7 separate regions of the Mus musculus genome follow, and regions 1, 3, 4, 5, 6 and 7 are each linked to region 2. A link is a contact called in public HiChIP or PLAC-seq and promoter capture Hi-C data. All regions are on one chromosome and are shown on one strand. Each heading gives the region's core, a stretch centred on a gene start, on an enhancer-like site or on the middle of the called end of the contact. The rest is flanking DNA. Distances are from core to core; before and after follow the strand shown. Region 1 has its middle 17 kb from the start of Gsap. Region 2 holds the start of Napepld (N-acyl phosphatidylethanolamine phospholipase D). Region 3 overlaps Ptpn12 (protein tyrosine phosphatase, non-receptor type 12). Region 4 holds the start of Ptpn12 (protein tyrosine phosphatase, non-receptor type 12). Region 5 overlaps Rsbn1l (round spermatid basic protein 1-like). Region 6 holds the start of Orc5 (origin recognition complex, subunit 5). Region 7 overlaps Ptpn12 (protein tyrosine phosphatase, non-receptor type 12).

Region 1 (2,921 bases), core at 129-2,628, 530 kb before region 2:
TGTTCATAATGGACTCATAAGACTTGATATGATGCAAATGCAGTGTACCTGATGCGCTGATGTTTTATGTTCTATAGGGAATTCTGACAGAACTAGGACACATTGGTTGGTGTCTTTGCCCCACCCTCTGTGTGTGTGTGATAGGGTGTCACTATTGGAGCCTTGGCTGTCCTGGAACTGGATGTAGACCAGGCTAATCTTGATCTTCACAGAGATCTTCACTTGTTTCTTCCTCTCAAGTGCTTGGATTATAGGCATAGACCACAAAACAAAAATCATCTGGGTTTTTGTTTTTTTTGATTTGGGGGTGGATTATTTATTTAGTTTTGGGTCAATGTCTTACTATGAGGCCTTAAGCTTTCTAGGGAGACCTCTGTATATATTTGGTAAATAGTCTAAAACTATTTAAAATCTAAAAATGGTTAAATTTGTGGATTCTAGAACCTACTGATATAAAGAGCCAAGAAGTTGTAACCTCATGAAAAATAGTCTATTGGTGGACAGGCCACTAGTGCGGATGTTGTCCGCTGAGTTCCACATTTCAATATGTACGCTACCTGGCAAAGGACAAAACGTATAGAAAAGGAAGACCCTGAACCTTTGTTACTGGAGGACGCCAGCTACCTTTTCTTTCCTTCAGTCTCAGGGTTTTTACATGGGAGGTGTTTGGAGAGAGTGGTAGAGAGGCAGGAAGAGAAGATAGATTTTTGCTGTGGGCCCTCCACACAGAGCAAACTGGGACTTATGGAAGCTGGAGGTCAAAAAATGGCCAAGACTGACTATGAACTTGTTTTAGGGTCTGTGGCTTGAAGGTGAGGGTATTAAAATTATTTTAAAATGTGTGTTTGTATGTGTGTGGTATGCATGTGCATGTATCTGTATATGTGTGTGTGTGTGTGTGTGTGTACACGCTCTCATGCATACAGGTGTATATGTGTGTGTGTGTGTGTGTATGCATATAGTGGGTATGTGTATAGATGTGTGTTTGTGTACAGGCTGGAGGCCAAAATCAGGTATCTCTATCTCTCTACAACTTTATACAAGGCAAAGTCTTACACTGAACTCAGAGGACTAGTCATCTCAGCTATTCTGTAGCAAACTGCTCCGGAGATCCTGCGTGTCTCACACAGTGAGATGCCAAGTGGGCTGCCACACCCACACAACATTTACTCGGGTGCTGAGGCTCTCCCTGCTCCTCACACTTGTTCAGCAACCACTTACCCACAGAGCCATTTCCCCAGCCCTGGTTATTAAAATTAAGAATTCCTTAAGGGCCCAGATCTTGAAGAATAAATCTCGTCTAAAACCAAGGCACAGTAGCAAAGAGGGTGAACAGTGCAGGCTTTGGGCTGTGCTTTTCTTCTTCTTTGGGTCTGGCTTTGTTCTATAGTGTCAGCAATATGGCGTCTGGCCAGCGGCAGCACATTTTGTAAGCCTGTTCCACTGAAAACTATTACAATTTGGAAAAATTCCCAGTTGCATAGTCCTCCGGAAATGCCGAGTGCTTTCAGAGCTTTGCAGCCATTATCACATCTATTAGTTTAGAGTCAATTCTCTGCTTGCTTCTCTATCAAATTGTATGGCTTGGGCTCATCAGAGGGGGAGAGACTTTAGCTTTGAGGAGACATGATCACATTATCTGTAGAAATCACATTTTCTCTCCACAGGCTTGGACTGCTGCTGCCCATAAGCATTAGCTTTATCATTTCTTTGCTTCAGATGTCCTCAGAAAATGACAGAACAATGCCTTCCAAGGTTCCCACAGTGCAGATAAAGGAAAGTGGGCTGGTAGGAGCATAGGTCACATTGGAACCATTTGGCCTTTGCCTCGTGTGCTTCAGTGCGTTCCTTTCTGTTTGCCTGTCCATGTGTGAAGAAGACATAATTACACCTGCTTCTTATTTGCCTCAGAGGAATGTTCCAGAAACACATTTCAGGATCCTATAAAGTCCCTAGAGCACAGAGAAGTAAAATTACAAGAAAACTCATAGTTGTCGGAATAGTCCTGCAAACCTTGGCTAATTCTATCAGTTTATTAATGAAGATGCATTGCTGTATTATTGCTATATTCAATTTCGTTGAGTGTCTCTGTGCTCTGTGACTTGGTACCTTGGTGCATATGTCTAAGAAGAGAGTTTGCAGGATGGATATTCAGCCAAAAATGAAGGCTTGAAATGGCCCATTTCCTTTGAACTCATTTGTGTTGAGGGTTATAGTGGAAAGGAATGAGCTAAAGAAGGACTACTCGGTGAGCAGCTCTACCCTTCACCATACACATGCTAGGATTTTTCTGGTTCATGGCAAAAAAAACAAAAACAAAAACAAAATCACTTAGGTCAGCAAATATTTCTTCAGGTCAGAAGTGGTTGTTTCATTCTGGTTCACCCTCAGACTCATGCTCAGCTGTCTGTCTTACCACTTGTCTAAGGATGGTACCACCACAGCAGGCTGGCCCCTCCTACACCTACTAATAATCAAGATAATCTTCTGAAGACATGCCTTCAGGCCAGTCTGATCTAAGCAACTCCTCCAGTGATGTTTTCCTATCAGATGACTGTGGGCTGTGTCAATCTGACAGTTAAGGCAAAACAGGGTAGCGACTGTGAAGAGAATCATTGGAAGAAGTGGGCCATTGATTGGGAAGAGAGGGGGAAGTGGTGTCTCTGAGGGGACAAGAGAGGGTAACAGGGGGTGGGCATGTATACAAATGTTACTGTGCTGGTTGGTTAGTTTTGTCAACTTGACACAAGCTGGTGTCATCTGGGAAGAGGGGACCTCAAATGACAAAATGCTTCCATCCTATTACCCTGTAGGACTTCTATGGAGGCATTTTCTTGTTAATGATTGATGTGGGAGGGCTCAGGCTATTGTGGAGGGCCTCACCCCTGGGAAGCTGGCTTCTATAAGAAAACAAGTTGAGC
Region 2 (3,112 bases), core at 296-2,795:
GAGCACGGGGAGGAGGGAGGAGATAGGGGGTTTTTGGAGGGGAAACCTGGAAAGGGGATAACATTTGAAATGTAAATAAATATCTAATAAAAATAAAAAATAAAAAATCATCAGTTTTGGAATCAGAATCTGTCTGATCGAGTTTGGAATTGTGGGTGGAAAAGGAAACATGATAAATACACTAGAGATGTTTGTCTCTTGGACACTTGCTATATAATTCGTGAAGGGATGAAGCCTGTAAAAATATTAACAAAATAAAATCTTTGAAAATTATGACTGTATTTCCAATTGACTTACACCCATTTCAAACCCTCGATTCCTCTTAGATTCTGATTTTAAATGCACATTTTTGCCCTAAATCTTTAACAGAGCTAACATTTCCTTACAACAAAAATCAAACTATTTTTTTTAATTAGACTGTTGTAAGATACAAGTAATCACCCTTTTAAAGATTATGTAACTTCTTTCTAAATCATGTTGTTACCACTAACTTCTACCCAATGTGACAAAACAGAACTGTTATACGTCCATCTGTTAATAAAGATGAAAATTATTTCTTAATTTAAGAGAAGTGTGTTGCAAAAGTGGCTTTCTGACTTCATGCTAAGCCAAAACCACCCATGCAAGTCACAGCATAACAACGTATAAACAGCCTACAGTAAGGGCAAAGCAAGAATCCCAGACTTTTTTTTTTTTATGTTGTTGACTTTTCTCAATCCCTTAATGTTTTCTGGGTCTGACTGTTAGTACACATTATCCAGGTTCCACTGGAGACCTTGAACGCATATTCACAACAACCGGGTTCATACCGCGCTCCTTGGGAAGAGGAGTCCATATGAACCGCCATCAAGAATAGCCGATCTAATGAGCAAACACAGTACAAAAGAAAGAAAAGGAAAAAGAAAAGAAAGAAAAAGGTCTATTGCCATCCTTCTCTAATCCCGCCTCGTACTTTTATTCATTCTGTGGTTAAATAAGTTACTCTTACTTTAAGAAAAACGGCAATAATGCTTTGGGGATGGATTTTTTTAGGACATAAATACTACACCGAAGCTGAAATAAGTTGCTCTGAGCAAGTTGTGGACCCCATTCATTTACATACAACCAAATGAAGATACACCCACTTGTATTCCTATCGTGGAGCTGTAACCAGGGAGTCTGCAGCAGGAAGGGTAGATCTTAAATCCCAAATACAGCTACTTCCCTCTGGGCGCCTAAAAACGCGGTGGCTCTTCACGTAAGCGGATCCAGAGATGCAAGCTCCGCAACTCCAGAGGTGCGGTAATTCAAAAGAAGCCTGCCACTCACAAGTGCATCTCCAGGAGGAGGCAGGGCTTGGGTGCTAGAAACCTACTCGAAACCCGCTGCACTTCACCGAGGTATCCGAACAGCCCCAGAAAGGCTGTTCCACGCAGATATCGAGACTAAGGAGCAAACCAACGAAAAGGAACCGCGGTCGCCGAACCGCCTCCCGCGAAGATCCAGGCTAACAGCAGGGAGGCTCACCCGCAGGCGCTCAGGTTCCCGGGAAGGCGGCGCGCTGTATGTGGGCGGGGCCATGCCGGTGGGCGGCGCTGGAAGGCGGGGGGCGGAGTTGGTTAGAGGGCGGGATGAAGCGAGGCTGCTGGACGGAGCGGAAGCTCGAGGGGCGGAGCCATCTTGCGAGGGTGGAGCGAAGGGGCGGGCTCACCTTGCGCGGAGCGCAGGCAGGCGCGCGCTGCGTCGCGTCTCCTCGCCTGAGGGCCTCGGCTCTGCGGGCCCAGCCGCTCTACGCCCTCCTCCCGCGTCTCTCCTCCCTCGGCCCGGCCACCCCAGCTCCGCTGAGGACACCAACAGCTGCACGCAGCGCCTCAGCACGCGCCGCCTCCCCATCTTTGGTGGCGGTCGTCTCTGACCATGCGGTCCCAGGCTGCAGCCGGGTCATACCGGGAGCCACCCCCTGCCTGGCCTTTACCAAGATGGCTGCCCCGGAGGACAGAGGCGCAGAGGCCTCGAGGCCATCTTGGTAAAGTCCGCGCAGCGAGCAGAACTGATACCGCAAAGCTCTCTGACCAGTTTGGCTCCCAGCCTTCCAGGTCACGTGAGCTCATTCCTTGACAGTTGCTAAACCCAGAAGAATCTGGTTGCCCAATGTGCCTGTCGTGGCCCACTATGTACAACAGCACTGACAGTCTTGACTAAAGAGCTCGGTTACAGACACTGATTATATATAGTGAGTACTGAGTATAAATGGCTCCACTACCTTGTGTACTCAGTTACATTTTAAATTATGTCAGCCTTCGGCATATAATGTTCTAAATGTCTGGCTTTTTGAAATCTCAGGATAAGATCAAAACATAAAATTACAATTCTGAAATTCTTAACTGGTTGAAATTATTTCAAGAGATAACTTGCAAAGTCATACAGAATTCAATGGTAAATAGATAGGCTGACAGTTTAAATACTCTTGAAGGTCTTTGTGAGATATATTCATAGACCAGAACTAAATAGATTGTGTCTGAGATTGTGTTAGCAAAAAGAAAAGAAAGACCAGGCATTAGTACAGATACGCTAGGAATATGCAAACCAAACTATAATGCATTTAGAAAGTGACTATAGCTATCTAATACTGCAGGACACTATCGATGTATACTTGATTTCCTCAGGGTAGTTTGCAGTTGTAACTGATTGTTTTCCTTTTGCTAGTTTTAAGTGTAAAACTAGCAAAAGTTTAAAGTTTATTCCTGATAGCTCTTTTGCGCCTGGGTGGGGCTGAATAATTCTCGACATGCATTAGCAAATTTTAAAAAAGAAGGGAAGACACACTTCAAATTCAACCCCAAAGGACAGACTGCTATTACTGCTTCGATTCCTAGCATCCTTGCTAGGGAACTTTAAACATGTCATTTCTTGCCCTTATTCCATCAGTCACTGTGAACACATTTTATATACACAAAAAATGGGTCTGCATTGTCATGCTGTTTGGATAAATTTCTGATACAATAATGCTTAAATCATTTGACTCTTCTAAGAAGAAATATTCTGGGTTTCACAACCACAATAGCATTTTCATACAAAAGTAAAAGGTTTAGTTTGACATGCCGCCATGTTCACAGAGTAGTTACCTCAGCAC
Region 3 (3,186 bases), core at 583-3,082, 680 kb before region 2:
TTATAAAAACTAAGTAATCATGACTAATGAATTAAGATACCAAAGTATGACATGATTGGAAAAAAATTAGACATGTAAGAAAAAAAAAACCCTCAATCTTTTACGATCCAATATCAGGATTTGTTTTATTTTGCTGTGCATTAATGAGTTACGTAAATCCTTACTCAAACTATGTTTGTTTACTTATGTGTATATGAGGGCATGGGACAGTATTGAACATGCGTGCCACATGGGCTGTATCAGAGAATGGACTGCAGCATCTGCTTCTCTCCTTCCACCACGTGGACTCTGGAAACAACTCAGGTCGTCAGGCTTGGCAGCAAGTAAGTTAGCTCATGGAGTCATCTTGTAAGCCTCTATCTATGTTAAGGCCAGCCTGGTCTACATACTAAGTTCTAGAGAGACCCTATTTCAAGACAACAACAAAAGACCAAAATCTTACAAACCCAAAAAACTATAATAAATATTTAGAAATGACTTTAGATTTAGATAGAAATTGCAAAAATAATGTAGAGTTATAGCTAACTGCTACTGAGATTTCTAATAATAGCTACAAATTTGTGTTGGGTAGGAATATTTCAACCAGGACCTTGCTATACAGTCTGGACTAGTTTCGAACTCATGATTCTTATGTTCTTTTTTTTTTTTTTTTTTTTTTTTTTTTTGGTTTTTCGAGACAGGGTTTCTCTGTATAGTCTTGGCTGTCCTGGAACTCACTTTGTAGACCAGGCTGGCCTCGAATTCAGAAATCTGCCTGTCTCTGCCTCCAAACTCATGATTCTTTGTACTTAGCCTCCTAAGTGCTGGGGTTATAGGAATAGCCCCCTTTTCTGTCTTAAGACTAAAATCCTATATAAATACAGCATAATTATCAAACCCAGAAAATTCAGTTATAAAACTATTAAGTAACAATTTTCTTGATGTTTTCTAAGATTACACATAGATTTAGTTATTCCTTCTTCTTTGTCTCTTCAAATTACAAGTTTTCCTAATTTATGACTTTTGACCAGGAGGAAACTATATATTTTGGGGGACTAATACCATAAGACTAAAGACTGGCGAGACGGCTGGGTAGTTATAGGCCATTGCTGCATTGCAGAGGATCACAGTGATTCTCAATGCCCCTGCCAGATGGCTCACAACCACTTGTAACTCCAGCTTCAAGGGATCTGATGAACTCTGGCCTCCCCAGAGAACCTGCACACATGTGGTGCACATAAACCGACACAGGCACAAACATGTATGTACATGCTCACATACATAAAGAAAAAAAGAATACTACAGAATTATATTTGTTCTTAATGTACAGCTTCATGGTTGAAGACAGGGTGGTTCCTGAGGTACATACACATCTTATTACTTGTAATTTAAAGAAACCTCAGACATCTGGTTGGTAAGGTATTAGAGCTGCCTAATAATTACTACCTTTGGTTTAGAAAGGATCAGAATATGTACACTGTAACTATGACTATCACATTATGGCCTTTTAATCCACAATGAATCAGAAAGCCAATTAACATACAAAAAGAAAAACTAGAAATGGAAACAGCTATGCATAAACTAAACTATTACAAGGCCAACTACAATGAGTAACTTATTTTTCATTGGTTCAAATATTATATAAAGCACTAAAGTTCTTTTTTCTTATTTTTGGGGGATAAAATCTTTATTTTGGAAATTTGTAGGAAGAGATATAAGACAGACATAAGAATAATCTCTATGTAAACTATCTCTAAAAATTTTTCAGGCACTAAAATGGTTACATGTTTGCTAGTGCTCTGACACTGATTTCATTCACATTATGTGGCTTCCCTTTTTAAAGTACCATTTAGAAAAGAAAATAGATGTTCCAAAAATGCTGCTTCTGATACATGAGGCTAGAATATTCAGTCAGGATAATGCTGACTAACTGTAAATGCTTCCTCTTACTATGTTCGCCAGTAATAAGGGGTCCCAGTTAATAACTGTTATCCATACGGCATACCACTCTCTAGTCAAAGTACCTCTAAGGTAGAGTACAACAACTGGTTCCAAAATGATAGTTAAGATCCTTAGCCTACATGTTAGGCTGCCTACGTGCAAGGTGGGAATTTCTTCCTTACTCTTAAAAGTTTCTTAAGATGAAAAAGTTTAACCATACACAATGTGAAGTAATATAATCTTCCTATTTAACAACAAAATAGGCAGACTATTTCCATTTCACCAACTCCAAAGCCTTTCTCACTTTTAGCCCTTACAAACAAACAAACATAGGTAAGTAACCTTTTATCTAATAGAGAAATTTAATTCTGGGAATAGTTTCTAGGATTCAGGATGTATTAAGAACTCTTGTTGGACATTAATCCACACTTGTAATCCCAGCACTAGGAAGGTTTGAGGCTAAGGCAAGTATGAGATCTCTATTTCAAACCCAAGCAGGAACAACAAAAAGAATTCTTTTTTTTTTTTTTTTTTCAGGATTGCAAATGGTTTATTGTTTTTGCTTCCACTGGAAATCCACAGTAATAAACTTTATCTATAATTTCATTTGGACAGAACTGAAAATAACAAATATTTTATCTTTCATTATTTTTTTCTAACAATAGGACCTCTTAGATTTACTGGTTCTAAAAAAGAATTCTTATAACACACTAAGATTAAAATAAAGTTTTCTTTAAAAAACTGGAAGACTTTTCACCAAAGAATTAGCTAACAGCACATGAAAAACACATCAAATTAGAAACACATCAAGAAGCACTAGAAAAACTATCACCAGAAGTCTGGACCTGGGACGATGTCTCGTGGTTGAAGCAGCTGAGTGCTTGCTGAGTACATATGAGCAGCTAGACAGTGGGACTAGCCTTAACAGTGAGCTCTGAACTTCATTAAGACTTTGCTTCAATCTGAAGAGCAACTGAGGAAAACTGCCAGCATTGACCTCAGGCCTCCACAAGCACGTGTGAACAGGTGTACACACTCAGAAAAGGAAAGTCCTGCAGCTAACTAAGTACAATGGCTCACACCTCTAACTCAGCTGCTCAGGAGGCTGAGGAAGGAAGGATGCTTGTAGCTAGCAGCTTAATACCAAGCAGACACAGTCTCAAGCAAAAATCCAAAACTTACGAGTGCTGGTAGGAATGTGGGCAACTGGTGCTTACATACTAATGTTGGAAATAGAAAACAGGATAGTGACTTTGAAATACATTT
Region 4 (3,212 bases), core at 344-2,843, 650 kb before region 2:
CTTTAAATAAAAACTAGCAAATGTTTCGTAGCCACTCATTTTTATAGACCTCAACTGCATATGGCTTTTCATAACCAAATTTCAGATGAACTGATTATTCTTAGAAGTGCACCTTGTCCAGAGCAAAATTTTCCCTAGTTCATTTGCTATTCCCAACCCCCGCTAAAGAGCGAAGGACTTCCCAAAGTCCCATTTCCTTTTCCATTCCCCAGACCTCCAGGGTTTACAACGCCCCAGTCTTGCGCAACATCCGTAGGAGCAGCAGCCGCAACCACCGCCTCCAAAGCCGGGAAACAACCCTAGAGGGAACATTGTCCAACAGAAAAATAAAAGGAGCGAGGAGGGGGTAATGTAGGAAGTCAGCTTCTGGTCCCACGCCTTCGGAATTGATACCCTCTCTCCAATTATGCACCTAGAGAAATTTCACATACTAGACTTTTAACCCCCACCTCCACTCACTCAAGCCTGCCTACACAAGCAGAGGGCGGAAAGGGGGGTGGCGGAAAAGGGGGGACGGGAAGGTTATCTCCCAGGGCTTCAGCCCATATAGTCGCCTCCACCCTACCATGACTATTGTTCCCAGCTTCCCCACCCCCACCCCGGATAGGAAGTGATAGTCACATCCCCTCCGGCTTCGGCAATATCCCCTCAAGTCCGGAGTGAGCTTCCTTCAGGATAACCCCCATCCACACTGATATCCCCCTCCCTTTTCGATCTAAAGTCACACTGGCCTCACAGCCACCTCAAACCTGGGTCTCAGGACGAAAAGAAACCTGACCAGATAAATGGAGATCAGGTAAACCATGAGATTCCTTATGGTCAAGCCTCTGGCAAGCGCTGAGCTAATAACTGTGAACCCAGACACGGAGTCGTCCTGCCGTCCACTCGGACCAAGGCCGGCATCCGTACAGGGACCCAGCGAGTTAATGCTCTACACCCTCGCTCTCCGGCAGCCTCGAGCCGCTCCGCTGGCCGCAGCCAGACAGCTCGCCTCGACCCTCCCCGGAGGGGCAGGCGGGGAAGGCAGGCGTGGGAAGGCGAGCCCGCACTCCAGCCGCCGCCGCCCGGCCGGGGAGACAATAGGTAGTCGCGGGCGGCGGGGCCGGAGCGGGCTGGGCCGGGGAGCGCAGGTAGCGGCCGCGGAAAAGAGAGGCTGAGGGGCGGGGGTGACCTCGCCTCCCGCAAGCTCGCCGACGGCGCTCGCGGCTGGGCGCGCGCCCCGCGCCTGTCCTCGCACCGCACACAAAGCGCTGGCAGCCCCGACCGACCGGGAGAGGCGAGGGGAGCTCGGCGGCTGGCGACACGAGGCGCCGGCGAGAACGGACACTCACCATGAAGTCCCGGGCGAAGTTGTCCTCCCCATTGTGATCCGGACTCTTCATGGCCTGGACCCTCTGGATGAACCTCCTCAGGATCTCCACTTGCTCCATCCTCCCGCGTCCCCCCCGCCGCCCGCCCGCGCGCCGCAGCGCCCGCTCCGTCTTCCCCAGCTCGCTCCGGCCCGCCCTCCCTCCCCGCCGCGCCAGGCGGCTGCGGCTGCGGCGGCACCGGCCGGGCTCCCCGCGCAACTTAAAGAGCAGCGTCGCTTTCCCCTACTACGAGGCGAGCCGCGGGCTAGCGCCGGCCCCAACCCCCAGCCTGCCCCATCCTCCTTCCCCGCCCTCCTCAGTCCGAGACGCCGCCGCCTCAGGAACACGGCTCTCAGTTCGCCCTGCCCCCTTCCCGGTTCTGCCTCCCCCCCCACCCCCCACCAGCAGCCGCAGCCGCCTCTCCCCACGGGCGCGCCCCCGCCGCCACCCAGACGCGCGGGCTCGTACGGCGGCCCCGCCCCAGAGCGAAGACCCAGCCGCCCCCGCACGCCCGCCCGGGCCCGCCCCCGCCCGCTCTGAGTGGCTGGAAGCCGCTTCCGGGGCGTGGCCCTCTCCTAGGGCGCTCGCCGCTCGCTGCGGTGAGGCTGGCTTCTGGTGGACGTCCTACGTCTGGAAGCCCGGCCAAGCCCAGTGGGTCAGACAGTAAACTTCAGATGGGGCTTGCGGCCTCCGGGTTTGGCGGGGAGGGAAAGCTGATTCCAAAAGTGCTTCAGCGCTACTGCCGGCCGCGGGCTGGGACTACAAGACCCGCCTGCAGGAGTGCCCGGAGCAGGGTGGGACAGAGGTATGCTGGGAACTGTAGTAGAGCCTTCACCTTCGCTTTACGAATGCCTTGGTGAGGGTCTCCCAAGGCTTTGGCACTTTGGCTAGGAGAAGCCAATAGTTTCCAGAGTGAAAGGGTTTACTCTTCGCAATCTTTCTAATCCCAGTGAGGGAAAGCTCTTAATTCGTAATGCATCTTTCTCATTGCACCTTTTTTTGCCAAGAGGAAGACAATATTGCTTCCTATCTTTAAATTCTCACGGTTTCAGAGTTGAATGGGTGACATTCTTTCGTAGAATAGAATTTGTGACTCTTAGCAGACAGAGAGCGTGCTGATGCAATCTGTCCTTTCATAAATAGAAATGATTTGTCCAAAGTTCACCCCCCCAACATGTTCATGTGGAGTCAGAACTAAAACGCAGGTTCTTTTACTTTGACTCTAACTTTTACTTTTTCTCGAAAGGACGAGAGTTTGTAGTAGTACACAGTTGCACAACTGAGGGATTTGATCCATGGACTGACTTTGGTCACCTACACCCACAAACAAAAAACATGTTTTCACAGAACAGGCTGCCAGGAAATATGCTTAAGATAGGAAATATCAATGCAGGAAACATTTCCTAAACCGATATTTGGCCGCACTGTGAAATTTAATTAAAAAGAAAATCGAAGACAACACATGTGAGTAGCAATATACAGTTACACTTTAAAATAAAATACAGGAAATAATGCATCTGATATGTACCAACTCACTTCTCTCAAAGCATTTCAAGAGATGCTTTCCATACTAAAATAAACTTTTGAAAGGAGTGTCTGTAGTAATTTAACCCACTACACAGGCTAAATTTCACTGAATGTAAGCAAAAGATTCAGGCTCGATGGGGACAAATAGGTAAATGGCAGAAATGCTTTAACTTTTATTTATGTCTCTATATTTTGGGTTCTCTCAGCCAGGGTCTCACTCAGTAACCCAGGCTGGCATGGCTGTCTTCCTGCCTCAGCCTCACAAGTGCTGGGAGCATAGACATGGGCCACAGTGATCACCTACACTTTTGATATAGCCAAGAATGTAAAAACCAG
Region 5 (2,796 bases), core at 39-2,538, 770 kb before region 2:
AGGTTCTGAGTTCAATTGCCAGCAACCTCATGGTGGCTCACAGCCAAATGTAAAAAGATCTGACACCCTCTTCTGGAGTGTCTGAAGACAGCTACAGTATACTTACATATAATAAGTAAGTAAATCTTTAAAAAAAACAAAAAACAAAAGAAAGGAAATCAAAAAACAAACAAACAAACAAACAAACCCATTGATTTATATCCTAAAACTCCAAATGGCTTTATGAAATGCATACTACCTTATTGTTCTTGTTTACTCACTCAGTTTCCTATGACTCTAGCCAAGGGTAAATATATACAAAATAAAAACAAAGTAATACTGCCCTTCCCTTCAAAAGCTGGTTGTTGTTGCTATTGCTACAAAGCTATAACAGAAGCACACAACCTAGTAAAATGGAATCTTTGCAATGTATATGGATACTGTAGAATCCCTTAAAAACTTCTTACTTTAGTAAGCATCACCCTAATCCAGGCTATAATCATATGATAACTAGATGATGATCTCAGCTCGAACTTACCAACAGAAACATAATGTCATCTGCAAATTTGCGTTTTTCAGCAGTCACATTAAAAGAATAACAAGTAGCGGTGAAATTACTTTTAGTAACACATTTTATTTAGCCCAATACATATATAACATCACTTCAAGTTGTTTTTAAATTACTGAACTATTTTCCTTTCTCTTGTCTCTCTTCTTTGTCTGTCTCTGTCTATCTGTGTGTGTAGGGGGCGGGGGTTAAGAGAGCGAGAGATCGGGAGTGGGGTACATGCCACAGCATGCATTGGAGGTCAGAAGACAACTTTATAGAGTCAGTCCACTCCTTGAACTTTTACAGGAATTCCAGAGATTAAATTCAGGCCATCAAGCTTATGCAACAAGTGCCTTGACCGGCTCTGCTGTCTCACCAGCACTGAAATCTGAAACTCAATCCTAACCGCCTCCTTTAAATTACATGCAATTCTGTAACATGAAAAGTTGCGATAACGTGATGTTGTTACTTGCTCAAAAGACAGAAGTTCAAGGTTAGGCACTGCAAGCTTGGTAACTAACAAACTTTCAGATACCTACTCTCAGCTGTCAATTTTCCATGTTGTCATGTCTCCATCCCTTCATAAGTAAGGGCTTATAATGGAAACAGGATCTTGGCACTGCTGGTTTCTTTAACACATTGTTCCTGAGAGGACTGGTTCTTTATCAGTTTTGATTTATTTATTTTCATGACCAAGAATAGCCGGTTGTAGGTAATGACTCATGTCTTTAATCCCAGCATATGAAAGGCGAATGCTGGCAGATCTCTGAGTTTGAGGCCAGCCTGGCCTACATGGTGAATTCCAAGACAGCCAGAGCTACATAGTGAGAACATGACTCAAAAAACGTAGTTTTATCCTTCACAGTCTAACCTAAAGCTTAGAATAAACTTTCTCACTTGTCTCTCATCATAACCCTTATAATGACAGCAAGAATTATTCTACTGTAGAACAGCACAGAGTTTGGAAAGTCACACTTCCCATAAGTGCAATTTAGAAAGTGTAAAAAGGTATCAAGACAGTTACTGTCAATAACAACAACCAAAAATCAGGAGAATAAAACTGGGTGTTCAGAAACAAGCCCACCTTACAGGCAGCTCAGTTTTCACAATGGAGACAAAAGAATCTTTTCAACAGACAGCACTACACCTGGATAGTCACATTCAAAACAAAAGAGGAACTCCTGAGACTCCTAGAAGGCAGCCTAGGAGACCTACATGGTGTATGTCCTTGTAGGGGGCAGGGAGATACTGCATAAAGGCATAGTGTGCCAAGGAAAAGAACTGATAGTCTAGACTCATTAACATTCTTTAACAGCCACTATCAAGAGAACAGAAAGGCAAACCACAGAAGAGAGATAGATCTGATCAACCTCTACTATTCAATGTAGACTCCTCTTACAATTCAACAAAAATGCCAGACTTTAAAATGGGTCAAAGACTTCCCCATAAAAACTGTGCAGAAGACAAATAAGCACGCATGCAAAGGTGTGTGTCACATCGTCTGTCACCAAAACTACAAAACACAGCATGTCACCACATGACTATAAAATTGGCCAAACCCCAGAACATTGTCAGCACCATTAAATACCAGTAAACACCAGGAACAGGAATTCTCATTCGTTGCTAGTGGGAATGCAAGACACTACGTAGGAAGACTGTTTGCAGATATAATCCAAGAGCTAAAACCTTACTTTCACACAACAACACATAAATAAGTAGTTATACCAGGTTCATTCATAATTATCCAAAAACAGAAGGAAGCAACCAAGATATTCTTCAGTGGATGAATGTAAACTCTGGTGCATCCAAACAATTCGATATTCTTCAGCACCAAAAAGAGACAGGAGCTATCAAGCCATGCAAAGACATAGGAAAATGTACATGAGCATTACTAACTGAAAGAATACAGTGTAAAATGCCACATGCTACATAACTTTAACAACACAGCAATCTAGAAAAGCCTGGAGCTTGATTGCCAGCCATTCTAAAAAAATTGGCAAGCCTTAGGATCCAGTGAGAAAATCTGTCCCATAAAAATAAAAAAACAGTTTAAAAAAAAAGTAAGGGCCACCAAGATGGCTTACGTGTAAGGCACCTGACCACACTGACCTCACATGAAGGTACAAAGTGAGAACCACGCCCACCGAAGCTGTCCCTTATCTCCACACAGAAACCACAGCATGTGCATGCCTGCACTCACACTAGCAAAAACAATAAAATATGGTGGCTCCCAAAGCATGACACCCAGAAGGACATCTGGCCTCCCC
Region 6 (3,140 bases), core at 604-3,103, 850 kb after region 2:
TCACACTTGTATACATCTACTCTTTGGAGCCTACTACAGTATTCCCTGCCCATACAAGCTTCCATTGCCGTGATTAATAGCATGCTCAGAGGCGTCCTGTGGAGGAAAGGGTTTACTTCAGCTTGACGGTTATAGTTCATCATGAAGGAAAGTTGGGGCAGGAATTCCAGGCAAGAACCTAGAAGCAGAAACTGAAGCAGAGGCCACGGAGGAAGGTGTCTTAATGACTTACTCAGCTTGCTTTCTTCCCTGGAGTTGTACCATTCCCAGTGGGCTGGGCCCTCCCACATCAATCATTAATCAAGAAAATGTCCTACAGACTTGCCTACTGACTATCTGTTGGAGGCATATTTGTTTTCAGTTATGTTCTCTCTTCCCACGAGGGCAAAACTAACCAGCATGCTCCCCTTTTAAACAACGTTCACATTGTCACCTAGAGTTGAAATGAACTCTGACTCCACTGTCACTTAACTTTTCCCCAACATGTGCCACAAGACTGAATCTGGCACAGTGCCACACACAGAGCCAGTGCTCAGAAAATACACACTTGCTAAACATATAAATTAGTCTTCTACGAGCATAGCTAGCTCTTTTTTCTTCTGTAGCTATTTGCTATAGTGGTTCTTTGTATTTCCCACATGCAAACTTCCTTGAAGAAAAATATTGTTTTTGTTAGATGTAGTATTAAATAAGAGCAAAGGTGAAGCCTTTTCTGGGACCCACTGCTAAATCAGCCCTACCTATCTTATTTTGCTAATAAAGTATTCCTCAAAAAAAGAGGAGTACTTTTGGTTAGAATAATCTGGGTTTATCAAGTCCAATGAAGGAATGTACAGAGCATAAACAATTATACATTTCAATAATATAGGTAACTATAACTGAAAGCATTATAACTAGGAACTACAGATGCAGCTGACCTCTAGAATTGCTAACATGACGCCTTTTAGATGGAGGGAAGTACTTTTCCATGACTATTTCATCTGCCACCACAGACGCACTGGATCCGACACTCTGCTGGATGAAAGTACATTTCTAAAGGAAGACTAAATGGCTATTTGTATTTGCTCATCTCCCAGATAAGATCCAAGTGCAATCAATTCTAATTAATGAGCACAATGCAAGGCAACTGAGAGAAATGAATGTTACTTCAGCCTGTGTTCACTTCAGAGGCTAACCTCTCCCCTCTAAATCATCTCATCTGGTCGGCAGGGAGAGAAACCCAAGCGAGACTTCTCCTGGCTTTTATAATTCTAGAAAAGCTGAAGGATTTTAAAGGCTAAACCACAGCGTTACCCTAATTGGCCTTGAAGCCAATCACCTCTCTGTATTTGACCCAATCTATACCTCACTACAACGGGCGAACTGGCGTTTAGTAAACACTCTGCAAACAGACTTCCTACCCAAACCCTGTTCTGCAGCAACTTGCAGTAGCTATTTGGGGCTCACATAATCTCCAAAGTGTGGTCCAAGTAAAAGGAGCACTTCCTAGCCGACGTCCTGTAGAGCAGGCCAGCTCTTCCTCTGCAGTCTCCTTTAAAATAGACTGAGAAGTTTCTTTGGGTAAGTGTGGGGCAGTCATACCGCACCTCCATCTTAACATAAGGGGGATAGCCTACCGCCTCGCAATCCACACAGTACTCCCCCCAAACGGAACGGATCCAGGACGCATTCGCCTCTGGCATTTGGGAAGCAGTCTGACTACAATACCTCTCCAAACAGGGACTGCAAAGTGGACACTTGGGCCTCTCGACAGAGGACCATGCTCTCCAAGTGAGACATTTTGGCGGGCACCACCTGATACTGCAGAGCAGTTGGCCTCCGGTCAGCCCTGCGCCACTCAGGCGTGGTTCACGTAGAACAACCGCAAGCTTTCCGGCCGGAAGCCTGGGCTGGGGGCGGAGCCAGCGCGGTCGAGTGACGTCAGGGAGCCGCGCGACAACGTGGGCCGCTCTAGTCTCCAGGCGGCGGTGCTCAGTGGTCGGTTACTGGTAAGTGGTTATCGCTTCCCACTCTGGCCTGAGCTTTCCAGCCTGAAACCCTTACACAAGCTGAAGGGCGACCTGGGGGCACCTCACCGCCCACCTTCTGTGTCTTCAGTTCCCTCCAGAAAGCCGCACACATAAAAGTACCGACAGAAACGAGTATTCTTTAAAAAAAAATTGGTTTTCCTCTGGCAAGAAAGTGGACAATGGGAACTCTGTGGAACTAACTAAATAAAATCATTTGTTTGTCTTTGCAAGCTTGAAACTAGATGTGGAAGTATTCGAGTGTTAGTGAGGGTAATCAGTAAAATTAACGTTGTCCTTGCACATTTATAGGACACCTGGAAGAAGAAAAGCCTTGAAATGAAAGAATGTATAGGAATAAGAAAATTCGTGTCCAAAGAGAGGGCTTTGGGTCCTGAAAAAAAAATTTGGTCTGGAAACATTGACTCAACTTTTTCTGAATTTTGAGATGTTGGGAGAATCTTTGAACCGTTTATTTATAAACTTCCTTATATAGAACATAAGGACTATAGTAGAGTATTTTTAAGAATAAAAGATAATGTACGCAGTGTCTGCTACACATAGATTTCATAAACAGTGCAAAAAGACAAGGAAAACACGGCACCCATATTAGAAAGAGGCCCATTATGTATTATTGAACAATACAACTGCCTGTGGAGGAAATCTAATTACCACACACACACACACACACTTTGGTTCCAAAGTGGTTGTACAAGTTTGAATTACTACCTGCAATGAAGAAGTATTCCCCTTACTCCACAGCCTCTACCATAAGTAGTTAGTGACAATCCTTTCCCAATCTGTAGGCTGCTGTTTGGTCCTGTTGATAGAGCCCTTTGCCTTACAGAAGCTTTTCAGTTTCATGAGGTCCCATTTATCAATATTTGATCTTAGAGCCTGAGCCACTGGTGTTCTATTCAGGACATTTTCCCTATGCCAGCGTGTTCATGGCTCTTCCCCACTTTCTCTTCTATTAGACTCAATGTATCCGGTTTTATGTTGAGATCCTTGATCCACTTGGACTTGAGGTTTGTGCAAGATGATAAATATGGATCTATTTTCATTCTTCTACATACAGACTGCCAGTTAGACCAGCACCATTTATTGAAGGTGCTTGCTTTCTTTCTTTCTTTC
Region 7 (2,906 bases), core at 298-2,797, 690 kb before region 2:
GAGAGAAAGCCTCAAGTGTAGGATCAGTTCAGAGAAGCAGCAGTGACCTTAGTGACCCAAGTCCATACACAAAGGCAGCTGACAAACCCGGGCTGGGCTCCAGCAGAACACGCTGAAGCTACACTGTTTTTACAACGACTTTAATTAAATGGAAGGAAGCATTCTTGTGAAGTATGCTCGCTCTAGAGCTGGGTGTGGGAGGCCTGCCTATGGTGACGAGCACTTCAGAGACTGAGGCATGAGTACTTGAGGTCCCAGCCAGCTGGGGATAGGTTTTAAGATCCCAACAAACACACTTTATATTAAATGGGTACGTTTTCTTTCCTTTTGTAGATGTGCTTTTAAGTTACTTCAGTTAACACACTGTCTTCTAACAGCATTAAATCATCATTTTTCCCCCATACATGGTTTCTCTGTGTAGCAAGCCCTGGCTGTCCTGGAACTCTTTCTGTAGTCTATCTAGGCTAGCCTCAAAACTCAGAGATCCATCCTCCTCTGCCTCCCAAGTGTTGGGGTTAAAGGTGTGCACCACCATCACCACCCTGTAAATAATTTTTAAAACTAGAAAAACCCTACTGAAATAGACTTATGAATTATAGTTATTGGCTGAATAACAGGATGGAACAGGAAATAATTTCAAACAAGTTGTTAAAAAAAATCAAGTTAAACCATTTCTTTATCTTTCAATATCAGAACAAAAGCTTTCTTTTTTGACCACCATTAATTAACTATGAAAAGATTGTTTTAATCTAGTAATTTGTTAGATGGTTTCTGTATATCTACCAGCAAACCAATTCTCCTGGAGGCAGCTCTCTTTACTAATCAAAAGACACCAGTTAGGTAAGAAAAGTCAAAATTGAAATAAATCAACCTTTTAAAAAAGTAATTAACCAATAATCTCTCTTTTTTTTTTAAAGATTTATTTTTATTTATATGAGTACACCAGAAGAGAGCATCAGATCTCAATACAGGTGGTTGTGAGCCACCATGTGGTTGCTGGGAATTGAACTCATGTTGGTGTCCTACTCATAATGTTCCTGCTTCAGTTTCCAGAATGCTGGGATTACAGGCATAACTACCGTGCTGTGTTTTCTTTATTTATTTCTTATAGTAAAATTCAATTACAGATACAAATAGTTTAGCAGGACAAATTTAGTGTGATTTTTGAGAAACTCTGATTCTAAGGTCTTTTGAAATATCAAGATAGAAAATAGAAAAACTGCCTAAGGAATCAAGTAAATTTTATACTACTTGGAAACATACATATTTATCTAGTGAAATTCTAAAATTAGGTTTTGAAATATCTTATACATTACTGTACAATATAACCATGATTATACTGTAAACTACTGTGAACCTTCTATTTTTATGATTGATTCAACATTTATTCTTTTAAAAGTTGTATTCTCCCTAACATTTTTCTATACACTATAAATGTAGACCTTAAGCATGGATGAGGTGGTTTAGATGAGTAATGTCTTCCAGACTCACACATTTGAACACTTGGTCCCCAGTTGGTCCCCTTTAGGAGGTTGGTGTAACATGAGACCTTTAGGAAATGGGGCCTTGTTGGAGGACAAATATTGGTAGGCTTGCAGGGTTTAGCCTTGCCTTACTTTCTGATGCTGAGGCTATTCCCCAACATTATGCACACTCATCCTCTGAAACTGTAAGCTAAGTCAACCCTTTCTTATTTAAATTTATTTTGGGTCATGATATTTTATGACAGCAATAGAAAAAACATACAATTCAAGTAGCAGCTATTTTTCCTGTGTTTAAAACCTAGCTTAGTTGTTTCCTTTGCTGTCTCCCTGGTTTTTGGGTTTTTGTTGGTTTGCTCCTTTAGGATTGTATTGTTGTTAATTCTCTTCGTCTTTGTGAGACATAGTCTCACTCTGCGGCCCAGGCTGGGCTCCGACAGTCGCTATGCAGTGAGATTATAGGCATGAGCCACTTTAGGGAGCCTTTGAATAATTTTACATTAAAACTAAGTTAGGTAAGGTGTTTCTTCCTTCTTTGGTATCCTAGGAATGGGGAGGTAAAAGTTCAAGGCTCACCTTGGCTATTAAGACCCCGCCTTTTAAAAAAAGAGTAGTGGTCATTCAAAGAAGCCACAGAACATTAACAAACCTTTCTGAAAAGTGTTTCAGAGCTCGTTAGTTCTATCATAAATAATACGGAGTTTACTGGAGTAGAAAGTCTGTCAGATGAGACAGGGAACAAAGAAGTCACAATATTTAAGGACATAAAAATCCTATAAATGTTTAGGCACACATTCTTAATTTCCCAGATATGAAAAAAAATTAAGGCTATCTTCCTTCCAACTGGAATGTTTCTTTGCTTTTCATTTAAAATATTTCATGGCTTATAAGTAGGAAAAATAATCAGACAATAAAAACAGGTCAATGAGCTCAGTTAAAAACACCTGCTCTTATTTAACACAACCTCTAACCTGCACTCGGAACACAAAATTAGTTACCCCTTCAAGAATGGCAGAATTTGAAGGCTGTGTTTACATGACTTCTTATGTCTCAACATGACTAAATTTGCAAAGACTAATTGGAACTTAGTATTACCTGGAAAGAGTGAAAACATTTTACAGAGCAGTTTAACAGAGATATAGCTAAACTTAAGCCTGTTAAGGGGCAGGTCATTACTTTGGGCAATGCTACACAGCACAATTTAATAAAGATGTCCAGTAAATGTATACCAACAGTTTATATTTAACTTACTACAAAAATGCTATGTCAGGTATCATAGCACACATCTATAATCCAAGCAGAAGAGTGGAGGCAAGGAAGATAGCCTTGGCTATTTAATAAGTCTGATACCAGCCTGGCCTACATAAGATGCAGTGATAAGCCTTCAATTCTCAAAAAAAAAAAAAAAAAAAGTGGGGAGATTAG

What was found. Promoter capture Hi-C pulls out the DNA fragments that hold promoters and counts their contacts. HiChIP or PLAC-seq counts read pairs in DNA pulled down with a chosen protein or histone mark. Capture Hi-C pulls out chosen DNA fragments and counts their contacts.
Region 1: a contact with region 2 is called in a promoter capture Hi-C map of liver, with 2.3 times the contacts expected there. The contact joins the enhancer-like site here to the promoter of Napepld in region 2. A contact is called at or near these places in 4 of 39 promoter capture datasets (the C10 cell line, the HPC-7 cell line, cranial neural crest and 1 more), 1 of 115 datasets of contacts at active chromatin or transcription factors (pancreatic cancer cells) and 1 of 9 other capture datasets (liver).
Region 3: an H3K4me3 HiChIP or PLAC-seq map of bone marrow-derived macrophages shows a contact between it and region 2, with 2.8 times the contacts expected there. The contact joins the enhancer-like site here to the promoter of Napepld in region 2. A contact is called at or near these places in 2 of 39 promoter capture datasets (hippocampal neurons and liver), 2 of 115 datasets of contacts at active chromatin or transcription factors (astrocytes and bone marrow-derived macrophages) and 2 of 9 other capture datasets (embryonic stem cells and liver).
Region 4: a promoter capture Hi-C map of liver shows a contact between it and region 2. The contact joins the promoter of Ptpn12 here to the promoter of Napepld in region 2. A contact is called at or near these places in 6 of 39 promoter capture datasets (the C10 cell line, cranial neural crest, embryonic stem cells and 2 more), 4 of 484 Hi-C or Micro-C datasets (CD4 T cells, cardiomyocytes, embryonic stem cells and 1 more), 6 of 115 datasets of contacts at active chromatin or transcription factors (astrocytes, embryonic stem cells, extraembryonic endoderm stem cells and 3 more) and 2 of 9 other capture datasets (liver and macrophages).
Region 5: a contact with region 2 is called in an H3K4me3 HiChIP or PLAC-seq map of pro-B cells, with 3 times the contacts expected there. The contact joins the enhancer-like site here to the promoter of Napepld in region 2. A contact is called at or near these places in 4 of 39 promoter capture datasets (the 3T3-L1 cell line, liver and pre-B cells) and 2 of 115 datasets of contacts at active chromatin or transcription factors (large pre-B cells and pro-B cells).
Region 6: a FOXA1 HiChIP or PLAC-seq map of pancreatic cancer cells shows a contact between it and region 2. The contact joins the promoter of Orc5 here to the promoter of Napepld in region 2. A contact is called at or near these places in 9 of 39 promoter capture datasets (cranial neural crest, erythroid cells, frontonasal cranial neural crest and 5 more), 1 of 484 Hi-C or Micro-C datasets (B cells), 4 of 115 datasets of contacts at active chromatin or transcription factors (astrocytes, memory CD8 T cells, pancreatic cancer cells and 1 more) and 2 of 9 other capture datasets (embryonic stem cells and liver).
Region 7: a contact with region 2 is called in a promoter capture Hi-C map of the HPC-7 cell line. The contact joins the enhancer-like site here to the promoter of Napepld in region 2. A contact is called at or near these places in 2 of 39 promoter capture datasets (the HPC-7 cell line and hippocampal neurons), 1 of 115 datasets of contacts at active chromatin or transcription factors (astrocytes) and 2 of 9 other capture datasets (embryonic stem cells and liver).

Annotation. Positions count from the first base shown.
Region 1 is chr5:21,167,738-21,170,658 of GRCm38.p6, forward strand. No RefSeq gene overlaps it. Among named protein-coding and RNA genes, the nearest start is that of Gsap, 17 kb to the right of the region's middle. Within about 2 kb of position 1,379, at least 51 of the 459 cell types and tissues checked have an H3K27ac peak or open chromatin away from gene starts, as enhancers often do. A contact at or near this core is called in liver, where this site is marked.
Region 2 is chr5:21,699,851-21,702,962 of GRCm38.p6, forward strand. It overlaps Napepld (N-acyl phosphatidylethanolamine phospholipase D), which reads right to left and starts at 1,546. Exons shown (of 5, transcript NM_178728.6): 1 at 1,355-1,546.
Region 3 is chr5:21,022,864-21,026,049 of GRCm38.p6, forward strand. The region is part of intron 2 of Ptpn12 (protein tyrosine phosphatase, non-receptor type 12); the gene reads right to left. Among named protein-coding and RNA genes, the nearest start is that of Ptpn12, 31 kb to the right of the region's middle. Within about 2 kb of position 1,833, at least 5 of the 459 cell types and tissues checked have an H3K27ac peak or open chromatin away from gene starts, as enhancers often do. A contact at or near this core is called in bone marrow-derived macrophages, where this site is marked.
Region 4 is chr5:21,054,318-21,057,529 of GRCm38.p6, forward strand. Ptpn12 (protein tyrosine phosphatase, non-receptor type 12) reads right to left here and starts at 1,594. Exons shown (of 18, transcript NM_011203.3): 1 at 1,332-1,594. The coding sequence starts at 1,430. Gm42221 (a long non-coding RNA gene) reads left to right here and starts at 1,750. Exons shown (of 4, transcript XR_880864.3): 1 at 1,750-2,154.
Region 5 is chr5:20,928,838-20,931,633 of GRCm38.p6, forward strand. All of the region lies in intron 1 of Rsbn1l (round spermatid basic protein 1-like), which reads right to left. Among named protein-coding and RNA genes, the nearest start is that of A630072M18Rik, 21 kb to the right of the region's middle. Within about 2 kb of position 1,289, at least 73 of the 459 cell types and tissues checked have an H3K27ac peak or open chromatin away from gene starts, as enhancers often do.
Region 6 is chr5:22,548,485-22,551,624 of GRCm38.p6, forward strand. It overlaps Orc5 (origin recognition complex, subunit 5), which reads right to left and starts at 1,854. Exons shown (of 14, transcript NM_011959.3): 1 at 1,708-1,854. The coding sequence starts at 1,779. 6030443J06Rik (RIKEN cDNA 6030443J06 gene) reads left to right here and starts at 1,929. Exons shown (of 3, transcript NR_102315.1): 1 at 1,929-1,988.
Region 7 is chr5:21,005,769-21,008,674 of GRCm38.p6, forward strand. The region is part of intron 8 of Ptpn12 (protein tyrosine phosphatase, non-receptor type 12); the gene reads right to left. Among named protein-coding and RNA genes, the nearest start is that of Ptpn12, 49 kb to the right of the region's middle. Within about 2 kb of position 1,548, at least 1 of the 459 cell types and tissues checked has an H3K27ac peak or open chromatin away from gene starts, as enhancers often do. A contact at or near this core is called in the HPC-7 cell line, where this site is marked.